Regions from separate parts of the Mus musculus genome. Here region 2 is linked to region 1. A link is a contact called in public Hi-C data. All regions are on one chromosome and are shown on one strand. Each heading gives the region's core, a stretch centred on a gene start, on an enhancer-like site or on the middle of the called end of the contact. The rest is flanking DNA. Distances are from core to core; before and after follow the strand shown. Region 1 has its middle 150 kb from the start of Ttc32. Region 2 has its middle 140 kb from the start of Nt5c1b.

Region 1 (6,582 bases), core at 2,610-5,109:
GATACAGCAAAGTCCTCCTACACCAACGTTTCCAACACCTTTGAGAGTTGAATGACCAACTCACAAGGGTCGCCTAAGATCATCAGAAAACACCGAGATTTATGTTATAACAGTAGCAAAATTACAGTTATAAAGTAGCAATAAAATAATTTTATGGTTGGTAGTCAACACATGAAGAACTATAATAATCTTCTTACAGCAGTAAGAAGATTTAGAACCAGTGACCTATCAACAGTTTTTGAGTGCAAAACTTAGCACAAGGTGAGTAAGGAAGTAACACTCAAGATGTAACTTTCAAGTGTCAGATGTTGAATGGATTGGTTTAAACCTAACCTACATCTTGAATTCATGCAGCCCATTTGTGAGCTGCAATGCATGTCCCCATTGCATGGGCGAGAAAACAGAGAGTCAAGACTCTGAGCAAATTTCCCAACGTCACACAGCTAGCTTTCGTCAGGATCAAGCTTCAAATCCCGGTACAGGTGACTCTCCCTACTAAGCTGGCTGTCACTCTGTGATGTCAACATGAAACTGAGACTAGAGGAGAGGATGCATTTGGGACTGAGATGGCCAGAGACGTATTGTCAGACCATGGGGTTCCCAACCCCAGATGGTATCTCTATAAAACAACCTCTACACTAAAGGCTCAGGGAACGTCACAGAAAATAGGGTGGGAAAATTGTGAGGGCCAGAGGAGTAGAGCACCTGCTATGACATAGTGTCTTCTGTATGTGTCGGAGAAGATGCCATGAAATGACAACAGTGTCTGCCTACACAAGACCTAAAAATGATAACACCGATTGACATGCTTACATTGATAAGAAAACCTCACAAGGCCCCACACCAGATGAAAAGCTACAGGCAATTAATGACTGCTGAGAGGAGGAGTCTGCTCCAGGGACCAGTCAGTCCCCTGATAGGTGATATAACACATATGCATATACACAATATTAAATGAATGCAGCATTCTGCCTTTCTAAATTTATCAGTATGTGTGTATGTGTGTGTTTGTGTGTATATAAAACAACAAAAATTAAAGAATAAAAGACCATTTTTATCAAAGATAAGACTAGTTCTGGGATGAAAACATGAGCTAGATGATACCCAAGGATGACAAAAGAGAAAGTGCCAGGAGACAAAACAAGCTAGATATAGACATGGGGCTGAAATGACCAGGCATATATTGGGCAGCCATAACAAGGCCTCTGGATAGAAGGGCTTGCCAGCACATACAGATAGACTCTATTTGGGGGGCAGTCTAAGGAGCCTTGAAGACCTTTGTGCAAAGGAACAACATTCTTGAAAAATAACTTAAGTGGGATTTTCTGGATGCACCTATTAACGAAGACTAGAAGAAAAAATGCTGTTTAAGCTGACTGCCTGAATGCCACTGGCATACCAAAGAAAGAGCAGAGCTTTAAAATGGATTTCAAGGTTATGAACAGACAGTGGTTTTGTTTTTGTTTTGCAAATCTAAGTCAAATTTCTTTAAGATAGGTTTTTTCAAATGTCACAAAAAGCAATTCAATGTTAGCCATCAATTATACAATTATATACACAGGAAAGCAACTTCCCCCTGCTTGAGTGTCTGAAAACATAGTCCTGGGTTCAAGAACTCAGGACCAGGAGTGCTGACTGTCCTGACTTCCCCTTAACAAGGCAGATCTCTACTTACGAGACTCAGTCTTCTGCCACTGGATCTATTTTAATAGCATAATGAGGGCTGTGCAGCACAGCCATCCAACCAACCCTGAGAGTGCACCCCTAAGTGTCTCAAGATGTCCAAAGAACATCAAAGGGAAGGAGAATTATTCTCTAGCTATACCATAGGAGACAGACCCTGATATCCCACTGTTGGAAATAAAAACCCAGGACGGCTCCCACAGTGCCAGTAAAAAATATGGACTCAGAAGATTAACTAGTTCCAACGCTCTAGCCATTAGCCAACCCTAGCCTGGTATTATACATCGAAAGGGATGCTTTTATTAGTCCTGCCTGCCAAATTTCCCATGAGGCCTGAGGAAGGAGTCCCCTTGCTCAGATCCTTGTGTTAAAATCTTCTAGTTCCTCTTTAAGTGAAGCCAACCTGAGGAATCAGGAAAATGAAGAGCCTCCTTTCTGCCAAGATGTTTAACCCTTTGTGACTCCCATGTTTCCCCTCCTGATACCCCAGGATAAGCACATTGGGTTGGCTCTTACAGTTTCTCAAAGCACTTCCACACCCAGAAGTTCCTTATATCCCTGCCTTGTCCCCATATGGATTTAATGATAAGGAAGCCAAGCAGCTCTGGCTTCATCTGGAAATGGCTCCAACTGTCCCAGATTTAGATAGAGAAACAAAAGAGTCAGAGGGGAGGGACGCTATCTGCCATGCCTACTGGAGCTGTCCAGGTTCTGTACAAGTACAATTCCAGTTTCTTCCCCTTCTCCACCAATGCTGAGATTCCCAAAGACTCAGTGAGGTTCCCTGTGTTGGCCTCACATAGTCAGCAAGTCTTCTGAATAGCCACTGTGCACCAGGTTACCAAAACTATATATTTGGGAAAACATGGACAAGTCATAAGAAGAATTTATGTAGATGAATACTTATATTTTTAAAAAGTAAATGGACCAACTAATAGTCTCCATTAATGAGAGTTCCCATCTCTCCTCCCAAAGCTCACATTTTTAAGTGCTTCTGAAGGTTCTCATATGCCATGCACATACCTATGTATACCTCAACCCTTTCCCTCTCCAACTGAATACATCTACCTTTGCTCTGTCAATACAACTGGGAGTGAGGCAGCAAAAGGCCGAGGGAGCCAAGGTTGTGTTATCACACATGAAATCCTCATAGTGGCAAGACCTGTGGGTTCCTTCTTTCACATGGCACCTCTCAACCTCACCTCCCCACTCTCTGTCTGCCTGCTGAAGTGCCCCATCCCCATCTCATCTTTTGCCTATATCATACAAGCTTGCGCTCTTCAATAAATCTTCTATGAATTCTAGAAGAGGGTTGACTTGTCCATCTTAATATCTGTAATGATAAGAAGTTAAGAGAAGATGCCCCACTGCTCCACAAATGTCAGATAGTTGGATGCATGCATGCATACCAAAAATGTATACAAGTCTAAGCTGGAAATTTTCCTATTCAAGTGGCCCATGAATATAAAGCCTCCCTTAAAAGTCATCATAGGTGACAGTGTGACAGTGACAGATGTGAATAGAGGAAACTCTTCACAGTTCTCCTATGGAAGATCCCAAATCCACCCGTCCTACCAGCACAACCTACTAGATGCCAAGGCAGTTAAAAAGTGAGCATCCTTGTTAATGAAGGCATCTCTCTGATTTTCCACACACCATCCGCAAGGACATCCAAAGTCAAGAGCACAGACCATTCCATCCAAAGACCATCACATGCGTCAGGGAGCTGAGGTTTGAAAACTTGGGTTTCCTGCTTCTCAGCCAGGGCTTCCTTGTCATATCAGGCAGCTGAGCCTAGAAGAGGTTTCTAGTGTAAAAATCACCCATGGCCAGGGCCTGGGACTCGCAAGCATGAGGATATTATGAAGGCCACCATTACCAAGCATAAGCTTCCTGCTGAGGCCACTGAGTAGAGGAAATAATAACGGAGATTGAAAGGCTCTCTGTATTTGACCCTCTGCGACCCCGTCATTTTTTCAGTAGAACCCGATAGGGATCAGCCACATCTGCTCTCAATAGCAAATGTAAAAAATGACCTGCAGATTTAAGGTCTGAAAAACATAAACTTGTGTTAAAAGACTGACAAAAAAAATCCCTGCTCTCGATAGGATGATGTCATTCAGCTACAGACCCGTTGCAATAACAATCGTCCGTCAGATTCCATGCCCAGGACCTGAGCTCTTCCCTCCTGGGACTCCCAGCAGCCTTTGTCCCACTGTGTGTCAGCTATGCAGTGGTCACATGGAAGTTCAGGGAGCCCCCCAGCCTGCATAATTAAGGTTGGGCTGCTAAACTTGCCTGTACCCTGAGCAGCAGAGAAGATCAACTTACTTCACTCTTCCTTTCAAACATTCAGAGAGCTGAAGGGGGGGGCATATTCTAAGTAAGCTCAGAACAAACTCAGGGAACTGGGGAATAGACCACAGCTGGCCAGGGGTCAAGAGGACTTTAAAAGTTAGGAAGCTCCTTGTTAGCCACGTGGATGAGACCCTCCAGGCCACTTACTCTGCTGTGTGCAGAAGCCAGAGGTCTTCAGGCTGACCCGAGGGTCCATCTGCCTAGAGGAAGTAATGGTTGCCTCCCTCCTCTATATATAACCCTGCCTCCCCATCCCCATCCCTACCCCCACTCCCGTCCCACCCCCACCCCCATCCCCATCTCCACCCCTACCCCCATCCCCATCCCCACCCCTAACCCCATCCCATCCATCACTCTCTCAACTGGACTGTGCTGGGGTATTCCCAACTCAGATGGAACTCTGAAAGGGAAGCTTATAGTGCCCCAGACAGCATGAATCAACCACTGTGATCTCCATTATGCAAAGTCCCATGCCTATTATCCACAAGCATGAGAGCTCCCACCAAAGACATTGTCCTGCCCCAGGCACTGTCTATAGAGTTCAGAACAACTCAGGTAAGGACTCGGTTTCTGGGAGCATACAAGCCAAGAGGAAATGTCTCCATGAACATTGCATTACTCTAACAAAGGGCCTAATATAATCAACTTTAAAAGATGAAAGGTTCACTGTCCTGTAGGCTTTGATCCATGCCCAGTTGGTCTTGTTGCTTGGGACCTGTGGCAAGGCAGTGTGTCATGGTGATAGTATAGGTGGCAAAATCATACACTTCTAAGCAGAGATGTGTAAGAGAGAACTGGGTCAGTGTCCCAATATTCACTTCAAGGGGAATACCTCTCGTGATATAAAATCTTTCACGAGACCTTACCTTTTAAATTTCTGGAGACTAATCCTTTCTGAGTAGGCTTTGGGGACACATTTTAGATCCAAATAATTATAGTTGGCAATATTCTTTGGCATCACAGAGATGCGAGAGGGCTGAGGAAGTGAATTTTGCCTTTTGTAGACTTCTGCCAACTGTGATGCTACTACATAGGGTCACAGCACAGCTCAGGGCTCAGACATAACCCACGAGGGAAAAGGCCTGTGCTGGCGTTTGATTTCTTCAAGATAGAGGAATCCATTAAGCATCTACTGTGTGCCATATACCACTGCTTACCTGTACATCTATCCCCTATGTTCCAGGTCTATTTGACCCAGACATGATCACGTGGAAAGCTCACAAGTCATCTCTTGGTGGGTGTGTTTGTTTCTGTTCCACCCATAACAACTCCCCCATGTTTCCCGTGAAGGGCAAGAGGCTGAGCTACACGGGCAACAGAGCAAATAGTCTGATCCCACCCTGCCATAGAAGTGCCCTCCATCTGGCAAGATTGGCAGCTGGACTCAGAACGATGTGTTGGCCTAAGAGATTCTTACTGAATAGCACATAAGTAGTTCATTTACCTTTGGAACACAGTTCGAGCTAACAGGTCTTTGAATATGGATGCTGAGATGAGTAGAACATAGCACCTATCCCCAGCTGCCTCGCCACTTGCTAAAAGGAGAGAAATCTATAAACAATCAAGTGTATAATAATAATAATCTATAAATAATAATCTATAAACAAACAAGTGTTCCACTGTATGTGTTGAGAGAGACATCTACACAGAGATTGCCAGAGCAACAAAGCTGTGAGTGACTCTGTTTAAAGGCACAAGAAGCTCTTATAGGGACAGTGGCCTTTGCATTTATTCTCTAAGCTCCCTTTGGGTGCTAAGTGCCCAAGGAATCTAGACAGTATAAGTGTGGTACCCTACCCACAAGCCCCAAGCACCCTGTAGCGACAATGCAAACCAATCACAGAAAACAAGGACAATTCTGGAAACGAATGGAAGGTATTACTAGAGGCATACATAGGGAAAGAACGAAAAACTGTGCACAGTGAAGGCACAATATGATTATTAAATTAGGCAAAGATAATCAATGAGAACCTTCTAGAAGAATCAACATGGGCTAGAATTCCAGGGTTGAAATTTGAATTATTAAAAGGCATGGGGAAGCAGGGACACATGAACAGGGATGATCCAGTCTGACTTTACAGGAGCAGGTCATGGCTGATGTGGAGAGCAGAGTTCCAGTCTCAGTCCCCAAGTCCAGAGTAACTGGACTGCATGCTAAGAGCTACTCTGCTATTCTGAGTCCTTCCCAGTGCCAAGCTGCCTCAAGCAACAGATAGCTGAGCTCTGCCTGTGCCCCACGGAGAGCCCAGGAGCCATGGAGACGTCTCCAAATTTGGATTAAAAAAACAGCTACTCATTGCCTCCTCCACAGGACACATACCTTCCCTATAAGTCAGCAGAAACTCATCACTTAAGCCTTAAGAAAATAAACAGAGGGGCTCTGATTCCAAGGGACACTCAGGCTCCCAGAAGACTAGTGTGGGTCTTCCCTTCCAGGGCACACTGGGTTATAGAGACCTTCAGAGCTAGAGTTCCAGCCAAATCAGCAGCAAACTGCTGCCAATGATGGAGCAAAAGAATCATGCTCAGGGCTCTCTTGGG
Region 2 (6,582 bases), core at 1,841-4,340, 1.1 Mb before region 1:
GATTTAATTTGTAGTCCAAGAAAGCTCAAGTACTTTCTTCCCTGTTGTATATTTCCCACATTGCTTTGTGCTTTTGGTCCAAGTCCACCATGTAAACAACATGTGAGGGTAAGATTCATTTCTCTGGTTTCAATCAGATTGCGATTTCTCATAGGACAGGAAGAAAGAGTATTTTAATTTGTCCCATCCTTCCTTCATAGTTCACAACTACTTTATGTATAGAGACATTTCTTGTTATGTGTCCAATAAGACACCCAGTTATCATGAATATTATTATCATGACTGATCACTGTGCTAAAAATTAAAACAAATAAGTTGAAATCTTGGATTTAGCTAATAATTAGTTTGTACTAGCTTGGTCATTTCTATACTTGAATACTTCCAGATTAATTCCAAAGAAGGCAAGTTCATGACTGTGTACTTTATAAGGTTATGTTCCCCAAACCAAGCTTCTTCATGATTTTCTACTCTTAGTCATTTACCCAAATAGCAAGTAGATTGAACAAAAACTAGATAAGGGATTGAAGATGTACATTTTGAGAATGTTCCCAGAGCTGTCTTGTGAACAAGACCCATAGATATTCTTCTACTCTAATCACACTAAAATGGAAGGGGCCCTCCCATGAGGCATGGAGGCCAGGAGCTGTGGTCAGTTCCAGTGTGATTCTGAGATCGGATCTGTCAGCCTATATCTAAATCTTGGGTTAGTTATGCACTGTGGACCTCCGCAGTCCTCCAGCCCTCTCTTCTCAAGAAACCCTCTGGCTTGGACCCTCTGTCAATTTTTTTCCAACAGGCAATTGACAGGGCTCCCCCACTCTCCACTCCTGCTAATTCTTCTGTGGCTTGATGTCAGTCCCCAAGGGATAGGGTGAGCCTTGTGTTAATGCACGGTATTTCTTGAATGTTCCCCTCCTTCTCTAATCTGATATCTTTTACTACCTCCAAATTTCTCCGGGTAAGAACCTAAAATAAAATTCTAGATTTAAAGTAACAGCAATTTGGAGTCACCATAAATGTGTCCATAGAGTTAATACAAAATCATGTTCTTTAAGAAAAAAAAGGAAAGAATGGACACCCCAGGGGCGGCTTCTGTACTCCTTCTTTTTATTGACTGTTGTCTCCAAAGGTCTGATTTATTGAGAGTCACTTCACTCATCTATTCAGGACCCTTAGGAATAGCTCTCTCTTCTCTTATTTCCAGATTTCCTGGGAGACGAAACTCTCCCTTGCTCCACCATTCTGTATTTGTTGCTAAAGCTTGAAAACTTTGTTTTCACACATTTCAAACTAAGGTATCCCACTTTATTTCAATGCAAAATAGTAAAATGAGAAAAATCGCTCCCCAGCCCAGCAAACTATTCCAATGGCTCCTCAAATGACAGATTGTAACAATGTAGAAGTCAATTGCTGAGCTTTTTTTTTTTCCTTTCATCTCTTTGCCAGTTAACACCATTCTCTTCATTGTTTTTCAGTCTCTGAATGAATAAGTTGGGTTAGCTAGCCTGAACTCAGGAACCCTTTATCTTGGTTTAGTGTCCTGCCCTGCCTGTCCTTAAACTAAGTGTATATATAGCCTTTGCCAGATTACATTGTTTTAGGTATTCTTTTAATTATAAATTGTATAAATAATCACTGGCCTTATGTGATATCCTTTGAAAAGAAATATATTATTTAAACTAGATAATGTCACATAGAGGAGAAGGACCTAACAAATGTTTACTGATTGATTTTCTAAGCACTGTATGATTGTAATTGTAGCATTGATAATCATTCATGCTTGTGGTAACTCAGCGCTGCCCAGCATCTTTGTAGAAGACTGGTTTCTTATTCATGTAGTCAAATACCTTAAAGTTCATAGGCAAGTGGCCATGAAGCCTATTTTGTTTAAAGCACTATGACCTTCCAACCTTCAGACCCAGAAGGAATTCCTGTGTAGCAAGCCATATAATGTGTTGCTTCTGAGGCTCTTAGGCCAGTGTGTCTGGGAAAGCTTCAGGCTGGAAGTATTGAGGAGTATTAATGTGCAGACGTAGGATCTGTCAGGAATACGAGCTGTGGTGCAACACAAACCACCTGCAAAGCTTGTGATGTTTTTTGAAACAGAGTGCCGGAAAGAAGGGGCCCAAGGCCAAGAAAGGAAAATGGAGCTGCAGATTGGTGTGCAGCTCAAAGCACAGGCAGGGTAAGGAAGCTGCTCTTGTACTTCTATACCCTCCCCACCCCCAGCTGCTGTTCTGGGTGTCACATTTTCGTGACTGATGGACCATGTCAGGCTGAGGCATACTGGATTTCTATGCACATAAGAAAGGGAACAGAAAAGGTCAATGTCTTCAGTAAAACTTAGAGGATGATTTTACACCAGCAGCGACTCTCCCATAACGTTTAAAGCAGATTCTAATAAGTGGTTTCCAAATAGTAACAAAGCCGTGCAATGAGTTGCCAGGACATAAGCTGGGTGCCCCTTAGACCTTGGGAACTGTAAATCTCGAAAGAAGGCAGATAGTCTCCCCAATTAGGGTGCTAAGATTAGCAATCTCTTTCCTGAGTTTGCCAAAAAACACAAAGATGCTGATACAGAATTGGTAGCAGATCCACTAAAAACAGGCAGCCATGTGTCCATTAGTGTATGTCTGTGCTTCTGTGGTTAGGAGGCATGCAGCTGAGTGATGGGCCGTGCTATTTGTATCTCTGACATCATCAGTGCCTCTGAGGGAGTCCTTGCTAAAGCATGTCTCGTAGTCTAGTTGTTGCTCTTCAGAGCCATGATTTAGAACTACTTTTTCGTTTTGTTTTTTTCTAATCCTAAGTTTTTCTATGTAAGCCTTGCCTGAAACAAACACATAGCTTCAAAAGAATATAAAAGTAACGGTCTGTATAGGCATCAGTGGCAAAATCCTGGAGCCAGGAAATGCGCTTTGCAAAACTTCAAGGAAAAAAAAAAAAGATTTGCTGAGTGACTAGTGATCCTAAGAAAAGTTTCACTCCAGTGGCACAGGAGTAAGTATAGCAGTGTCTGGAGTGTTGGGACACCTCGGACATTAACCAGACCAGCTTTCCCACCTACTGCGTCATCAACATACTTTCTCCCAACACTCTGACATTTCCTCCCATCTCTCCTCACCTCCATCAGGCCCCCATGTTCTGTCCCTCACAAAGTCTGTCCCACCTGGCTTCTTGTCTTGGCTGATGAAAATCTACAGAGGCAGGAGAGAAGGAGCTGGATGTGATGCGGGCTGCAGATTACACGGGGATGAAAAGCACAGACGCAGATCCCATGACTGGTGAGAAGAGTCCACAAGAGAAGTAACTGCAGAGTAATTAGCAGAAGACTGTGTGCGCTGGTACATGGATGTGCTAAAGTGCTCCTACCGACTTTACTCTTTAACTTTGTTAATTTTAGGCAGGGTTCCTAAATTGGTCTTGCTATATAGCCAAGGATAACCAGTCTGAACTGATTATCCTCCTGTCTCCAATTCTCTAGCCCTGTGGTTACAGACAATAATTATGATACCTGGTTCTTGTGATACATGAATGAGAATACTCAATAACCACAAATATAAGATTTGGATTTTTAAGTCCCTAGTTTCTGATTTCAAATATTGCATTTTTTCCATTTGACCCCATTTTTGCTTACATGGATACAAAGATCCAAAACCCATAACACAGAACATAATATTTATTTACATTCTGAAATAATGTGCTGCTTATTGTTTTCAACAATTGTTTGAAACAACTTGGTTTTCAGTCAGTCCATGTGTGTTACAGGTGGCCTTTTGATTAAACAGGCACAAAAGAAGTTTGAAGAGATCACATTTTCTTGGAAAGCCATGAGAGTGAAGAAGACGTATGATTTTTGAAGAATGGTCTTTTTAAATAGCCTTCTATTATTTTACACAATGGAAGAATGAAAGCTAAGATACATGTGATTTAAAATTACTGTTCACTGTTATTTTTAGGGTTTTATGTTGTAGGATAGTTAGCAGGTTAGGACTAGGGCTCTTGCCTAGCAATAACTACTCATATGATGGCCATACTGTCAAGTACTGATTGCTTTTGGATGTCAGTTTCCATAATTTAAAAATGAAAGGTTATGACTAAATTAGTTCAAAGTAACAGTTATGAGCCTCATTGAGTATTCTTTTTGTATTACTGAAAATAGGTTCTTTTCTCATACAAAACATCCCAAACACAGTTTCTCCTCCATCCACCCATTCATGTTCACCCACACATGCCCTTCCCTCCTTCACCATTTCCCCTTAGTAAATAGTGGGCTTCTAAGAGACAACAACAAAACATGACAAAGGAAGATACAATAAGACAAGGCAAAAGCCCTTATTTCTAGGTTGGGAAAAGCAACCTAACAGGATGATAGGAGTCTCAGGAGCAGGCAAAAGAGTCAGAGATACATTCTCAATCCCACTGCTAGGAGGTTCACAAAAACACACTAAGCTAACAGTCATAACATATATGCATGGGACTTGGTACAGATGCATGCAGACCTGTGCTTGCCAATTCAGTCTTTGTGAGCTCTTATGAGCCCTGTGTAGTTGATTCAGTGGACAGTACTCTCCTGGTGTCTTGCAATCCCGTTGACTTCTACAATCTTTTCTCCCTCTCTTCCATGGCTTTCCCTGAGCTCTGAGGTGAGGGAACTGATTGAAACTTCCAACTTAGACTCTCTCTGGGTAGTGACTGGATGTGGATCTCTGCACCTATTCCCATCAGGTACCAGAGGAAGCTCTTGGATGATGACTGGACAACCTAAGGTAGAAGCAGATATGACTGGCCAATATGTATATGTGTATGTGCATATGTATATGTAAACATATATGAATATGTATATATCAATGATGTAATTCACTTAGTCCTCCTCCTCTTCTTCCTCTTCTTCCTCCTCTTTTTCTTTTTCCCATAGTGTTCCTAAGAAGATACTTTTAAAGTATTGGTTTGTAATCTCAATTCATTAGACAGGTTTTGTGGACCTTTCTAGTGTATGTAACATAGTGTATTGAACTCTGGAATTATGGGAGTATTTACTTATTCCCTTGTCCAATTGGTTTCATGGGGCTGGATTGTAAACTGCATTATGATTTTCTATAATATTATTATATAGTTCAAGAAGACACAGGTTATACCATAGTATAAAATCTCAGCAACTTAAAAAAGGAAGTCTGTTTTGTGTCCACACAAATGCTGAAGTTGTCTCTAGAGGACCCTCTGTTATATGACTCCTCTGTGCTGCAAGAAAGGCTCCAATTTGTCTGCCTACACATAAAACATCTACTCTCATAGATAATAGGAAAGGGGGTCTGTTGATATCTCCAATTTTCTTTTTTAGCTTTGTTCTAGAAGCATTCTAGTTTTCCAAGTCCCTTCTCCACTATCATATATCTCTTCATATCTAAGAATCTAGAAAATAAAGTTTACCTTCCAACCAGGATAAGAATCATTGATATTGGTGACCCCTACTAAGTTTTACCACAGCTTATCTTCATTGTCAGTCAGAATAATAAACTGTGGTAAGTCACATGCCACGCATATACAAATGATAAAGAAGAGTAGAGTTTTTGATGAGTTCATTTCAACTGAAGTGAACATAAAACAGAAATTATCTGAGCCTTGAAATATGAAGAACTAGAAGGTGGAGCTTCTTATAAGATATGAGAGAGAAGTGGGGTCTTGGAAGAAAAAAATCAAGTGGCTATCCCACTCATTCCAGGTAAGCCACTTGAGAGAGAGAGAGAGAGAGAGAGAGAGAGAGAGAGAGAGAGAGAGAGAGAGAGAGAGAGAGAGAGAATATGAATATGGGAGATTTATTGAATCTAAGAAAATCAAATGAGAATTGCAAGAAGGTGATAAGGCAAAAATCCATGGAGAGGTGTAACCATACAAGTTCTAAGGATACATGTTTTCTAAAAGAAAACTTGAGACTCCTGTCTCTTGGATATTGTTGGATTCTCAAAAGCTATTCCTAGTGGGCCTTAGGTATGGGAGCATACCCAATAGCTTGAGCAGAGAATTAGAGAACCTCTTCTGCCCGAAAAAGTAAGGCTTATTGGAGTTTGATATTCAATGTGAACACCATTTCCTGAATAATTTCTATAATTACAATCAAAGCTTTCAGACCTGTAACCACCAGAGTCTTGGAGATGGCAATATTTATATCACATGGGCAACTCTTCAGGCTTCTCTGAAGTCATTCTACTTCCTCTGCTGCCAGTCCCATTTCTGTTTTATGACCCGATACTTTATCTTAATTAAAATATCATATAAATGGAATCATCATTCATTGTATGTCTCTTTGAATATGGCTCCTTTCATCGAGTCAAGGCATTTTTGATGCACCCATGCTACTACGCACATCAGTTACTCATTTTATTTTATTTGTGACTACTATTCCATTGTAAGGGAATCGGCCTGTTTGTTTATCCCTTCACCAGACAAGAGTGTTTGGGGTATTTCCAGTTTGGGGGCAAAAATAAATAAAGCTGAAATAAACGTTTCCACCCAGGTTTTTATGTGGACATGTATTTTTATTTCTCTTAGGTAAATACCTAGCAGGGGTATGGCAAGGCAAAT

The links. A called contact is a pair of places that touch in the nucleus more often than the background predicts.
Region 2: a contact with region 1 is called in a Hi-C map of reprogramming fibroblasts, with 3 times the contacts expected there. The contact joins two enhancer-like sites. A contact is called at or near these places in 2 of 15 datasets of contacts at CTCF or cohesin (pro-B cells and stem cell-derived epiblast-like cells), 37 of 484 Hi-C or Micro-C datasets (the C2C12 cell line, the HL-1 cell line, the Patski cell line and 24 more) and 3 of 115 datasets of contacts at active chromatin or transcription factors (astrocytes, embryonic fibroblasts and vascular smooth muscle cells).

Annotation. Positions count from the first base shown.
Region 1 is chr12:9,176,163-9,182,744 of GRCm38.p6, reverse strand. No RefSeq gene overlaps it. Among named protein-coding and RNA genes, the nearest start is that of Ttc32, 150 kb to the right of the region's middle. Within about 2 kb of position 3,859, at least 11 of the 459 cell types and tissues checked have an H3K27ac peak or open chromatin away from gene starts, as enhancers often do.
Region 2 is chr12:10,227,424-10,234,005 of GRCm38.p6, reverse strand. No RefSeq gene overlaps it. Among named protein-coding and RNA genes, the nearest start is that of Nt5c1b, 140 kb to the left of the region's middle. Within about 2 kb of position 3,090, at least 27 of the 459 cell types and tissues checked have an H3K27ac peak or open chromatin away from gene starts, as enhancers often do.